3 separate regions of the Muntiacus reevesi genome follow, and regions 1 and 3 are each linked to region 2. A link is a contact called in public Hi-C data. All regions are on one chromosome and are shown on one strand. Each heading gives the region's core, a stretch centred on a gene start, on an enhancer-like site or on the middle of the called end of the contact. The rest is flanking DNA. Distances are from core to core; before and after follow the strand shown.

Region 1 (3,469 bases), core at 509-3,008, 230 kb after region 2:
GTGCAAAAACACTTCATAAATTGTTCTTACGAAAGTTAACAGCAATATAAAGAAAAGGCATTTAAAAAGAGATCTGTGATAAGATTATAGAAAAGGGCTGGAAAAGGGAGGTCGTATGTGAAGAGACTAGCATTACAATCTTCTGCTCAAATAGGATTGAATTCTAGCCAATGAAATTACAATTTCGGAAATTGCTAGCTTTTCTGGTCCAATCAAGACGAGGCTATGTCTATAAATGAGACTGCCTAGGAGGGCCGCTGAATAAAACCTGTGAGAAACCATGGCACGTACGAAGCAGACTGCCCGCAAGTCGACCGGTGGCAAGGCCCCGCGGAAGCAGCTGGCCACCAAGGCGGCTCGCAAGAGCGCGCCGGCCACGGGCGGCGTCAAGAAGCCGCACCGCTACCGGCCGGGCACCGTGGCCCTGCGGGAGATCCGGCGCTACCAGAAGTCGACCGAGCTGCTGATCCGCAAGCTGCCGTTCCAGCGGCTGGTGCGCGAGATCGCGCAGGACTTTAAGACCGATCTGCGCTTCCAGAGCTCGGCCGTGATGGCGCTGCAGGAGGCGAGCGAGGCCTACCTGGTGGGGCTGTTTGAGGACACGAACCTGTGCGCCATCCACGCCAAGCGCGTGACCATCATGCCCAAAGACATCCAGCTGGCTCGCCGCATCCGCGGGGAGCGGGCTTAAGGCGTACATTTTAAAGTAGACGATCTAAAGGCTCTTTTCAGAGCCACCCACGTTTTCATAAAAAGCAGCTGTACCAGCTTTCACTTTAGTCGGTGAGCTCTATTAAGAGCTCAATGTTAAGAGCACGAATGTTAAGGGTAAAGCGGGTAGGGGCGTTTTAACACGCGTTGAGTGGTGAGGTTATGGAATTAAAGCTGACAGACGCTAGAGGGAGCCCCAGAAGCGAGGTCTAGGCCATTTTAACGAAAACTGCGCTTACAAGCCGGTTTGATTTCTTAGCGCAGAGCTCCAACCTAGATTTCTGAGAAAACTGCAAGAAGCTAAATTCTCTGCCAGTTGTAGCGCTTTCCAAGGTGCTAGTACAAAACGTTAGCACAAATCTGAACACTGAAGAAGGCCGCCATTATGTGGTTACTGTAGGAATGGTAGTCGGTTTCAACTCGATTCTAGTTACTACAATTAGGCCAGGTGTTAGATAAATCCTCGATCCCCGATTAGTTCCTCGGTATTTCACCTGTTAAGAATGGGGACAAGAGCCCTGAGATATGTAGGATCCCATCTTCCTAACTGCATGAGACAGAAGGCGCAAACCGTAAAAAAAAAAAGGGGGGTGGGGTGGGGCGGCTAAGGTATTGTTGCGAAAACCAGAACCAAACTTCCACAAAATAGTACAGAGGAGTAAAACGATGCAAAAATAAGAGAAAGTTAGCTTGTCTTTAGCACGCGCTTCAGATCGCTACTATATACAAGTCAACGAGAAAAAGTGAAAATCATTTAACAAAAGACCCCAAACAGGTGAAACTACATTTACTTAATTTAGTGTGAAACTGAACATTTTGATTGGTTAACAAGACATTTGTTGTAAGAACCACTAAGAAAACGCCAGCGGAACCTTATTTACATGGACTCTGCCTCTCTATGACGACACTGTTGTATATTAACCAATAAAAATGCAGTACTCTGTTAGCCTTCATTTGCATAAAGGCTCTATAAATAACGCGTAAAGGGCTCGGTCTGAGGTAGTTGGTATTGTTTAGTGCAAGCGTGTGGCGTGTGTTCTTGCAAAAATGCCGGATCCAGCAAAATCCGCTCCTGCTCCGAAAAAAGGTTCTAAAAAAGCTGTCACGAAAGTGCAGAAGAAGGACGGCAAGAAGCGTAAGCGCAGCCGCAAAGAAAGCTATTCCGTTTACGTGTATAAAGTGCTGAAACAGGTACACCCGGACACCGGCATCTCGTCCAAAGCCATGGGCATCATGAACTCCTTCGTCAATGATATTTTCGAGCGCATTGCTGGGGAAGCGTCGCGCCTGGCGCATTACAACAAGCGCTCGACCATTACTTCCCGAGAGATCCAGACGGCGGTGCGACTGCTGCTGCCTGGCGAGCTGGCCAAACACGCGGTGTCCGAGGGCACCAAGGCGGTCACCAAGTACACCAGCTCAAAGTAAGGGCGCTCAAAGGACGAAATCGAACATCTACGTTATACACAAAGGCTCTTTTCAGAGCCACTTACTTTACCAGAGAAAGTGGCTGTAAACACTTAAGAATTAGTTGCGTTGGGGGGTCCGTAATTAGGGTCGCGTTTAGATGTGGGGCTAGGTTGGATCAATGGTAAAAGTTGCCCTAGCAATTCAAATTCGAAATGGTCCAGTGGTGCCACCTAATGGTAAGTGTCGTCTTGCTGGTAATGGTGTTCAAGATGATCCCTACCCGCCTAGTCTGAGTTCTAGGTACGGGGGGAGGGGGGCTAACCTACTAAATTTATTTGTTCTTTTATTTAGTAAACGAGCTGGGATTTACTCTCAACGTACAGATAGTGTCTTGAGTTCCCCAATCCTCGCTGTTTACTAATATTAGTCTTTTTTTAAACGTACACCTCTGGGTATCTGTCCCAAGCTTTTGCCAACATAGCCAGGGGTTTTAGTATGTTGGTCTATCAGCAAATCCCAACTTAGCCATCCTCCCCTAACTTCTTAGTCTAGTGACCCTCGACCAGATAAGTTTTCGCACTCCGCCCCCCAACCCGAACCATGGGACGTTTGGCAAATCTGGAGACGTTTGGACTCCAGGGAACTTGGAGGGGTGCTACCTCACTTGGGAGGGTGCTACCGGTGTTCCGTGGGTACATCCTATATAGGGCAGCTTTCCGCCCCCACAGCCCAGAGTTACCTCTTGTGCGTAACGTTGATCCTTGTGATAAGGTTGAGAGACCCAGTGCCCAAAGGCTTCCTTTCCTTCAGGGCTGTATTCCCACCCCCCCCCCCCCCCCCCGCCCTTTTAGGATTTAGTCCTCATTTAGATCAAACATTTTCACCTGTCCTCTGCTTTTGGTGAAAACTGACCAGCACATAATTTACTGTGATTGCCTACATTCCTCCACAGGAAAATAATCTCCTCCAGGGCAAGGACCTTGTCTTAGTTTTGTAACAAACTTCCCTGGTTGCAAGAACCACTTACTAGCCTGCTAAACATACATCCAGGTGCCTGTTCTGAAGTTCCCTGATAAAGTCAGGTTGGGGGTGGGGACTGGGGAGGTGGATTTTGGTATTCTCAGGTGTCTTTTTTTTTTTTTAATGGATTTTGGGGGCATGGTGTATAAAAGGGCACAGTTAACGTGGGATGAATTTCTAAGGCTCTCTCAGAATTTGTGAAACTCAAGACTAATCCTGACAAAGGTTGGATATTTTACCAAATAAAATATACCCTTGAGGCAAAAGGACAAAATCTTAGTTTCCAATTCACTTGACAGTCAAAGTTTTTATATTAATCAAACTTGGG
Region 2 (3,470 bases), core at 633-3,132:
TGCAAAGGTCCTGCGGCATGATGGAATATAGCAGACTGAAAGAATAGTGTGGCTAAGACCAAACGGGGAATGGTTTGAAATGAGGCTATAGAAATAGTAGGAACTAGACCATACATGGCCTTGCACGCCACACTTAAGGAGTTGTGTCTTTATCATAAAAGCAATGAGAAATCATTCAAGGATTTCAAGCGTGGTGAAACGGTCAGATTTGTATCTTGGAAAGTACATAATGTACAAGCACTGGAGTTAAGAACATGAATATCAATCAAGAGAATATACAAAATAAGACAAATAGTAAAGGATTTTTAAAGGAGGATTCAAGTTAGATTTCGAAGATAATGGACGAAAACCGACAGAAGGCTAAAGAACCTTTAATTAGGAGAAAAGAATAAACAGGGCAGGAGTGAGCATGTAGAAGGATCATACAAAGGCCTATTTGGCTGCAGTAGAGGAGCAGAGACAGGACATACAAGCCTGAAAACATAAGGGCAGACCAGGCCAGCTAAAGGAGGGCTCTGAGGGCTACTAAATATGTCAGGGAAGTAAAATTGAGCCATTAAAGATTCCTAAACATAGATATGAATAAAACGATAAAGACTCAAAACACTGACATAAGTATGTAAGATTAAATGGTAACGGTGTTCAGTGTGATAGGTGTGGAGTTTCATTCAGAATAGAGATGTGGGTCTCAGGGCAGTTAGTGGCTTTGCAAGTAACTGAGAACCTACATAACATCTTGAAGGAAATCTAGCTGTGAGGAGTGACTGAGATATGGAAAGCAGGAAAGTCATGACTGATAAGCCAGTATAATTATGATGCCACAAATGATGATAATAGAAATTTATCTTGTCTTCATAATACTTCCAGATCATAGTGTGCTGTATTTGCCTAAGCAGATGGCAGCTGTTTATGCAGTACCTTGGTAGGTCGAAGAAAACAAATTGCTTTCAGGTGTTTCATGATCTCTCGATTTTGAGAATCAATGCGTTCAAAAAGGTACACTTCCTTCTGGAGAATTTCCGATTGTGTGTATACCATACTCACTATGCCAGTCTGTAAAGAAAAAAATTAACTAATATTATGCTAGTCCAGAATAATAAAAACAAGCAGCAATACCTAAGAGTTAAAAAAAATTTTTTTTCATTAATACTATACTTACTGGGATAACTTAAATACTAACATATGTAATAACATTTACTGAGCATCTAAAATAATAAGTAATGTACCAGAATGAAATGCTCTCTCCGAACACGGACAACCCATAAATTGACAAATAAAAAGTTTCCCACCACCTTAAGTTTTTTTTTTTTTTTAAATTTTGTGACCGATAAATAATAACCTGTCATCTCAGTTTGAGCTCTAATAGCTTTACTTTAAAAACACAACGCTGAGTGGAAATAACAGGACCATCCCAAAGTCTTCCCGGTGGTCTGTCTTATATATAATTTCTTGGCAAGAGGCATTTAGAAACGGATTTCTGATTTCAATCAATTGTTTTGGGTACAAGAAGACTCTGGCAGTAGTGAGAATCATTCAGACTGAAAACCATCTAGGCAAGCTTTATATAAAGCCTTTCAGTTCCATGATGAACTTACAAATCTTTAATTAAATGCTAAACCCTACACTGGCATGGGACCAGCTATTGCAAGGGAGGAGGTTTCCCTCCCAAACACTGAGCAAAAGCAAACTCACCGTCTCTTTATCCATGAGAAGCACTTTCATGCCAGGTCCGCTGTCCTCTATCATTTTGGAAATGTATTGCTTTACAGCAAAAACCACGTTCATGGTGGCGAATTGACAGGTTAGCCCTAAAGCTCTTCCCACCCCCCGTTTTTCTTCCTAAATTAACCCCCGTCCTTTTGGCCGGGTCTCAGCAACTTCCTCCCCGGCCAGCTCTGGCTTCCGGAAGTCCGGGCAGCAGTGGTCTCGGGAGTTGTAGTTCCGCTACGCGGTCCGGGGAACCCAGCTTCCCGACTGGATGCAAGAATTCAGCAGAGACACCCCGCCAATCCCGGACGTGATTCTCGATTCACCTCCAGCCCGGAGGTTTTTGAGGCTTCGATGCTCAGACCCCTCCCTTAACCTCGAGGCCTGGCCGCGGCTTGCCACCCCTCCTGCTGGCTTGGGGAGAAGGTGGCGCCTCGCGGTGTGGAGGAACTTGGCATAAGGCTGGCTCGGATGCACGCACGGCAGAGCTTCGCCGTGGTCGCTCTTTGCCATTAACGCTTTCTTGGGTGGTAGTGAAGGATGAAGGGAAGGGAGGAGGCTTTATGTTCCCCGCAGATGCGCGGCACTTGGAGGGACAGCGTTTGGTAATACCTGCTAAATAGCTCCCGACATTCGTCTTCCGCAGCTTCTTTGGGTCATTAACAAGGCGAGGACGCTGCCCTGCAAAGCGAGGCCCGAAATGATTTTCCGAAGACTGAGGGGCATCGGAAGTTGAACACGTTTGTTGAACAAAAGAACAAAAGGAACAGGATATTCTGGGAGAGGTCTCAGGTCCCCTAGGAGAGCCTGGAGCTGTGGTCTGCCGCTGGAACTCGCAGACTGTGGGTCCAACGGAGCCAGGAACCTCCCAGTTTTGGGACCCTGGGTTTTTGGACTTCGTGGGCTTCAACTCGCCCCGGATACCGGGGACCTGCGATGCTGAAACTGCGGGCAGGAGCAGTGAACAGGGTCAAAATGGGTAGGGATCATGTACTTGGTTGGGCTAATGCAAAGAAGCGCTGGAATTTTAAGGAAAAACTCAAAAATTTTGTTTGAGAAATGACAAAAACTTAACAGAATGAATCTTAAAGTCATCAACTTCCAAAAGTCTGCATTTGTGTTTATACCCTGCGAGTCTTCTCTTCATCATGCCATTTTTCGAAAAGGAGGGTAAATATTAGTTTTCTGCACCTTTGCGTTGGGGAATTGTAAAATCAGGAACATAACAAGAAACAACTGCAAGAAATCAGTGACTGTAATTGCTTGTACATATTTCTACCAAAAAAGTAACCAGTGTTTATTGGACTCACAGTTTAATCAATACATTCAACATCACCAAATCATTATTCTTTCATTCTGTTGTGTGAAGTGTACAGTTAAAATTACACCCGGAGCACGCTAACATGAATCTGGCTGTTAAGCTTATTTTATAAAACTTTGTATACAATTTTCAAATCCTTTACAGGTCAGAAACCGCTTGAAATACCATAGGTTTTTGTCCCCTCTGAAGTTTCTTTCCTTTTCAGCTTTTCTACCGCATAAATAAAACTTCCGTTTTGGCGTTCTTTTCTATTTTTGAGGTACATTTTGCAAGAAAAATTATATTAAAGTGGAAATATGAATCTTTAAATGGATACAAATGAGAGATATCTTAATATCTGAAAATTCTGTTCTTTTTTAAAATGTTATTTGAATTTTTAAATATAATAAATATTTTACTTAAAGTATAATACAATTTAAAATATAGAAAACAGCAAACAATT
Region 3 (3,697 bases), core at 899-3,398, 230 kb before region 2:
TTTTTACCCCTAACTCAGTAATATCATCAGCTAATCAATGAAATCTGTGGAATAACAAACCAACCCTTGGGAAGAACCTAGTCTGAGAAATGAGTTCTAGCTTCCTTTCTGATTATCATATTCAACAAGGACTGTCAAACATATAACATGAAAACAAGACTGAAAAAGCCCACTCACAGGCCAACTTTTCTATTCTTCCTACTTCCAGGCAGGCATTCCTTAACCCAGGGCTTCTTTTAAGGAACACAAATAAGAGATGGCTTATCCGGGTTACATCTTACATTAAAGCTCCTAATCCTCAAGACTGTTCTGTCATATTTCTCTGTATTCATTGTCATCCCAGTGGGAATTCTGTACCCAGATCCTTTTCTCTTTTGTTCTACAGGGTCTCTGTCATAAGTAATCCCTCAGTTCAGAAAAGGTTACCCTTTTCATATGTATATGAAAGGCTGATTCATTCTGCTGTACAGTAGAAACTAACACAACATTACAAAGCAACTATACTCCAATAAAAATTAATAAATAAAAAGATTACCCTCATTTTGGATGTATTCTTTCACCTTTACCTTTATTCTTCTACTTTTTAGCTTAATAGAGAAACCATCATACAAGACTCTACAACAATCTGTTATTTAATGCAAATCAGTACAGTTCTTAAACTATTCATGCTTACAGTCTTATCTCCTACTGAAATCTCAAAACTCTACATGAGCAGAAAGAAAATTTTATTTCCATAATTTCCTCTATACTGTCTAAAAGACAATAAATTAGACTGACCTCAATTCCAAGTTAACCTCCTCCCAGAAGTGCCACACATCAGGGTTCGATCTGGGTGTCAATTTTTCAAGATGTTTTAAGACATCTTTTCCCTAAAAGGTACAGCTTGATTAACTTCTACATTGTTGGCAAGTTTATCCTCTAGAAGACCTATTGCTAAATAATGTATATAATTTTGGTATAACCATATGAAACTAGTAGCTTAAAGTCATGAAACTAGAGGTGAAGTATTTTGTGCCTCAGTGACATGTAATATGAATAAATCTGCAGTGGCTTTATTTACCCATCAGGAGACAGCATATAGTCTATCAATCTCAACATGTTAACAAGAAGCATATTCAGACACCATAGAGTGAAGAGCTCACACACACCTCTACCATTTACCAGTCTTCTGACAAGTAATTCCTCTGAGCCTCAGTTCACTCATCCTACAAAGTGAGGACAACTGTCATTCTTATAAGGCACTTAATTCATTCAATAAATATTTACTGCATACCTAGTAAGTTTCAGGCAGCCTACTGAATGCTGAGAATACACACAACGGTGAACAAGACAGACAAGAATTCTTGCCTTAACAGAATTTATATTCCACTGGAACTGAATCATAGGCTAGAAAGAGTAAACAATTTGAAAATCCAGAGCTACAAGTGGGGCATCACTCTATTAGATGAAACGTGTGCCCAAGCACTATACTAACAAATGTACACAACTTCAACCCATTCCTCCATAAGATAACGTGCAAACTAAACAGCCAGTGGGCAAAATAAAAGTTCCAAACAGTAACGAGCTTTGTCACTAATCAATTGTTCAACAGTAACTGCGTGGGGTAGGGGTGGGGTGTGGTTCTGGTGTGGAAGGAGAGGAAGGCAGAATGATCTCTGAATGAGCAGGCAACAGAATTTAATCTTCTGAAGGATTTTCTTTCTCTGTGTTCTTTGCTACAAGTCGAATTTCATCCTTGAAACTCCCATTCGTTTCTTTTTTGCTCATCCCGTCTCTCTGACCAGCCCCCACTCACCTGTTCTACCCCAACTCCTCATCTCAGTGCGAGTCCCCTCAGCTCGCCCCTTTCCCGCCCCCGCCCTTTCCCTCTCAACAACCTCATTCCAACCCGTTCTCCCACAGAACCTTGTTCTTTGCTCAGCTTCCTTTCCGCTGAACCTTCCCGCCTCTGTCCTTCTCTCGAACTGAACCCTACCCCAAACACTAGGACAACAGGATACCCCCTCCGGGCCCCGGGCCACTACTCACCTCACAAACTTCAGCCCCTGAGACGGAGCCCGAACGTTACACCGGAACCGGAAACCCTCTGGCCGCCCTATGGCCTGCCGTCGCTACCGCCACGGCCGCCGCCACGCCGCGGTCCCACAACGCGTGACGAGGGAGGGTGGGGCCGCCGGTTCGCGCAGCCGTAGTGGCTACTAGCCGCCCAGAGAGGGAGCGCATGCGTAGCGGAGCCCTAAAGTTTTACGTTGGCTAGTTCCTCGCCTCATCGGTTTGCCCAGGTAAAGGTGTGCAACGTTAGTGTTACCTGAAGCATAAATTGGGCTGCCTATAGTACTCCTAGTGTGGCGAATAAGCGCACTACGGTTATGCTAGAACTAAAAGCAGGGCTTCTGCGTTTGGGCTAAACCCGGACTTTCTAGTACAAAGTAAAGCCTCCAAGAGTCGTGATCCCTAGCATTAAGGATCCCTAGCATCCCCTCCTTAGCTATTGTCCGTAACTTAACAGTGGTGCCAGAGATCATGGTACCCCCTCCCCCCTTTTAGTGTTGTTGTTTTTCCCCTTCCATTCTTTCACGGAACAAATAATGACTATCTATTACTATATGTCATGCATCCACTGAGATTCAGTATTACTTAATGATTTAAGCAACAGCACGAGTTTTAAAGCCGTCTGTATTTATATTACAGCTCTCCCACTCATTATCTGTGACATTAGGCAAGTTCCTTAAGCTGTTTCCTCACCTGTAAAAAAAAAAATCCACCTCATAGGGTTGCTGTGAAGACCACAAGAGTCGTCAGAGAGTTCAGTAAAGCTTCTCAGAGAGTTCAGTAGAGCTGCTTGGTATATAACTATATGCAGTTGGTTACATACATGTAGAGTTCCTAAACTTACATGACGAAGTCTAAACTCCTGATTCTAACCACCACCGTCCTCCCCAAACCAGCTCCCAACACAGTCTCCCTCATTTCAGTTAATGGCCACCATATTTTTACAGTTGATGAAAAATTGAAATTATAATGGAGTAATCATAGTTCAAAAAAGATCTTCACGACCCAGATAATCACGATGCTGTGATCACTCACCTAGAGTCAGACATCCTGGAATGTGAAGTCAAGTGGGCCTTAGGAAGCATCACTATTAACAAAGCTAGTGGAGGTGATGGAATTCCAGTTGAGCTATTTCAAATCCTAAAAGATGATGCTGTGAAAGTGCTGCACTCGCTATGTCAGCAAATATGGAAAACTCAGCAGTGGCCACAGGACTGGAAAAGGTCAGTTTTCATTCCAATCCAAAGAAAGGCAAAGCCAAAGAATGTTCAAACTAACACACAATTGCACTCATCTCACACGCTAGTAAAGTAATGCTCAAAATTCTCCAAGCCAGACTTCAGCAATACGTGAACTGTGAACTTCCAGATGTTCAAGCTGGTTTTAGGCAGAGGAACCAGAAATCAGATTGCCAACATCTGCTGGATCATTGAAAAAGCAAGAGAGTTCCAGAAAAACATCTATTTCTGCTTTACTGACCATGCCAAAGCCTTTGACTGTGTGGATCACAATAAATTGGAAAATTCTGAAAGAGATGGGCATACCAGACCACCTGACCTGCCTCTTGAGAAACCTATGTGTAGGTCAGGAAGCAACAGTTAGAACTGGACATGAAACAACAGACTGGTCGAAATAGGAAAAGGAA

The links. A called contact is a pair of places that touch in the nucleus more often than the background predicts.
Region 1: a contact with region 2 is called in a Hi-C map of muscle, with 7 times the contacts expected there. The contact joins the promoter of LOC136146349 here to the promoter of VPS45 in region 2. A contact is called at or near these places in 2 of 3 Hi-C or Micro-C datasets (blood and muscle).
Region 3: a contact with region 2 is called in a Hi-C map of muscle, with 4 times the contacts expected there. The contact joins the promoter of PRPF3 here to the promoter of VPS45 in region 2. A contact is called at or near these places in 2 of 3 Hi-C or Micro-C datasets (blood and muscle).

Annotation. Positions count from the first base shown.
Region 1 is chr1:83,300,061-83,303,529 of mMunRee1.1, forward strand. It overlaps LOC136146349 (histone H2B type 2-F-like), which reads left to right and starts at 1,759. Exons shown (of 2, transcript XM_065905197.1): 1 at 1,759-2,135. The coding sequence starts at 1,759. LOC136162415 (histone H3) reads left to right here and starts at 281. Exons shown (of 1, transcript XM_065927059.1): 1 at 281-691. The coding sequence starts at 281. The coding sequence ends at 691.
Region 2 is chr1:83,071,159-83,074,628 of mMunRee1.1, forward strand. VPS45 (vacuolar protein sorting 45 homolog) reads right to left here and starts at 1,883. Exons shown (of 15, transcript XM_065905115.1): 1 at 1,693-1,883; 2 at 919-1,053. The coding sequence starts at 1,785.
Region 3 is chr1:82,845,789-82,849,485 of mMunRee1.1, forward strand. PRPF3 (pre-mRNA processing factor 3) reads right to left here and starts at 2,149. Exons shown (of 16, transcript XM_065905026.1): 1 at 2,029-2,149.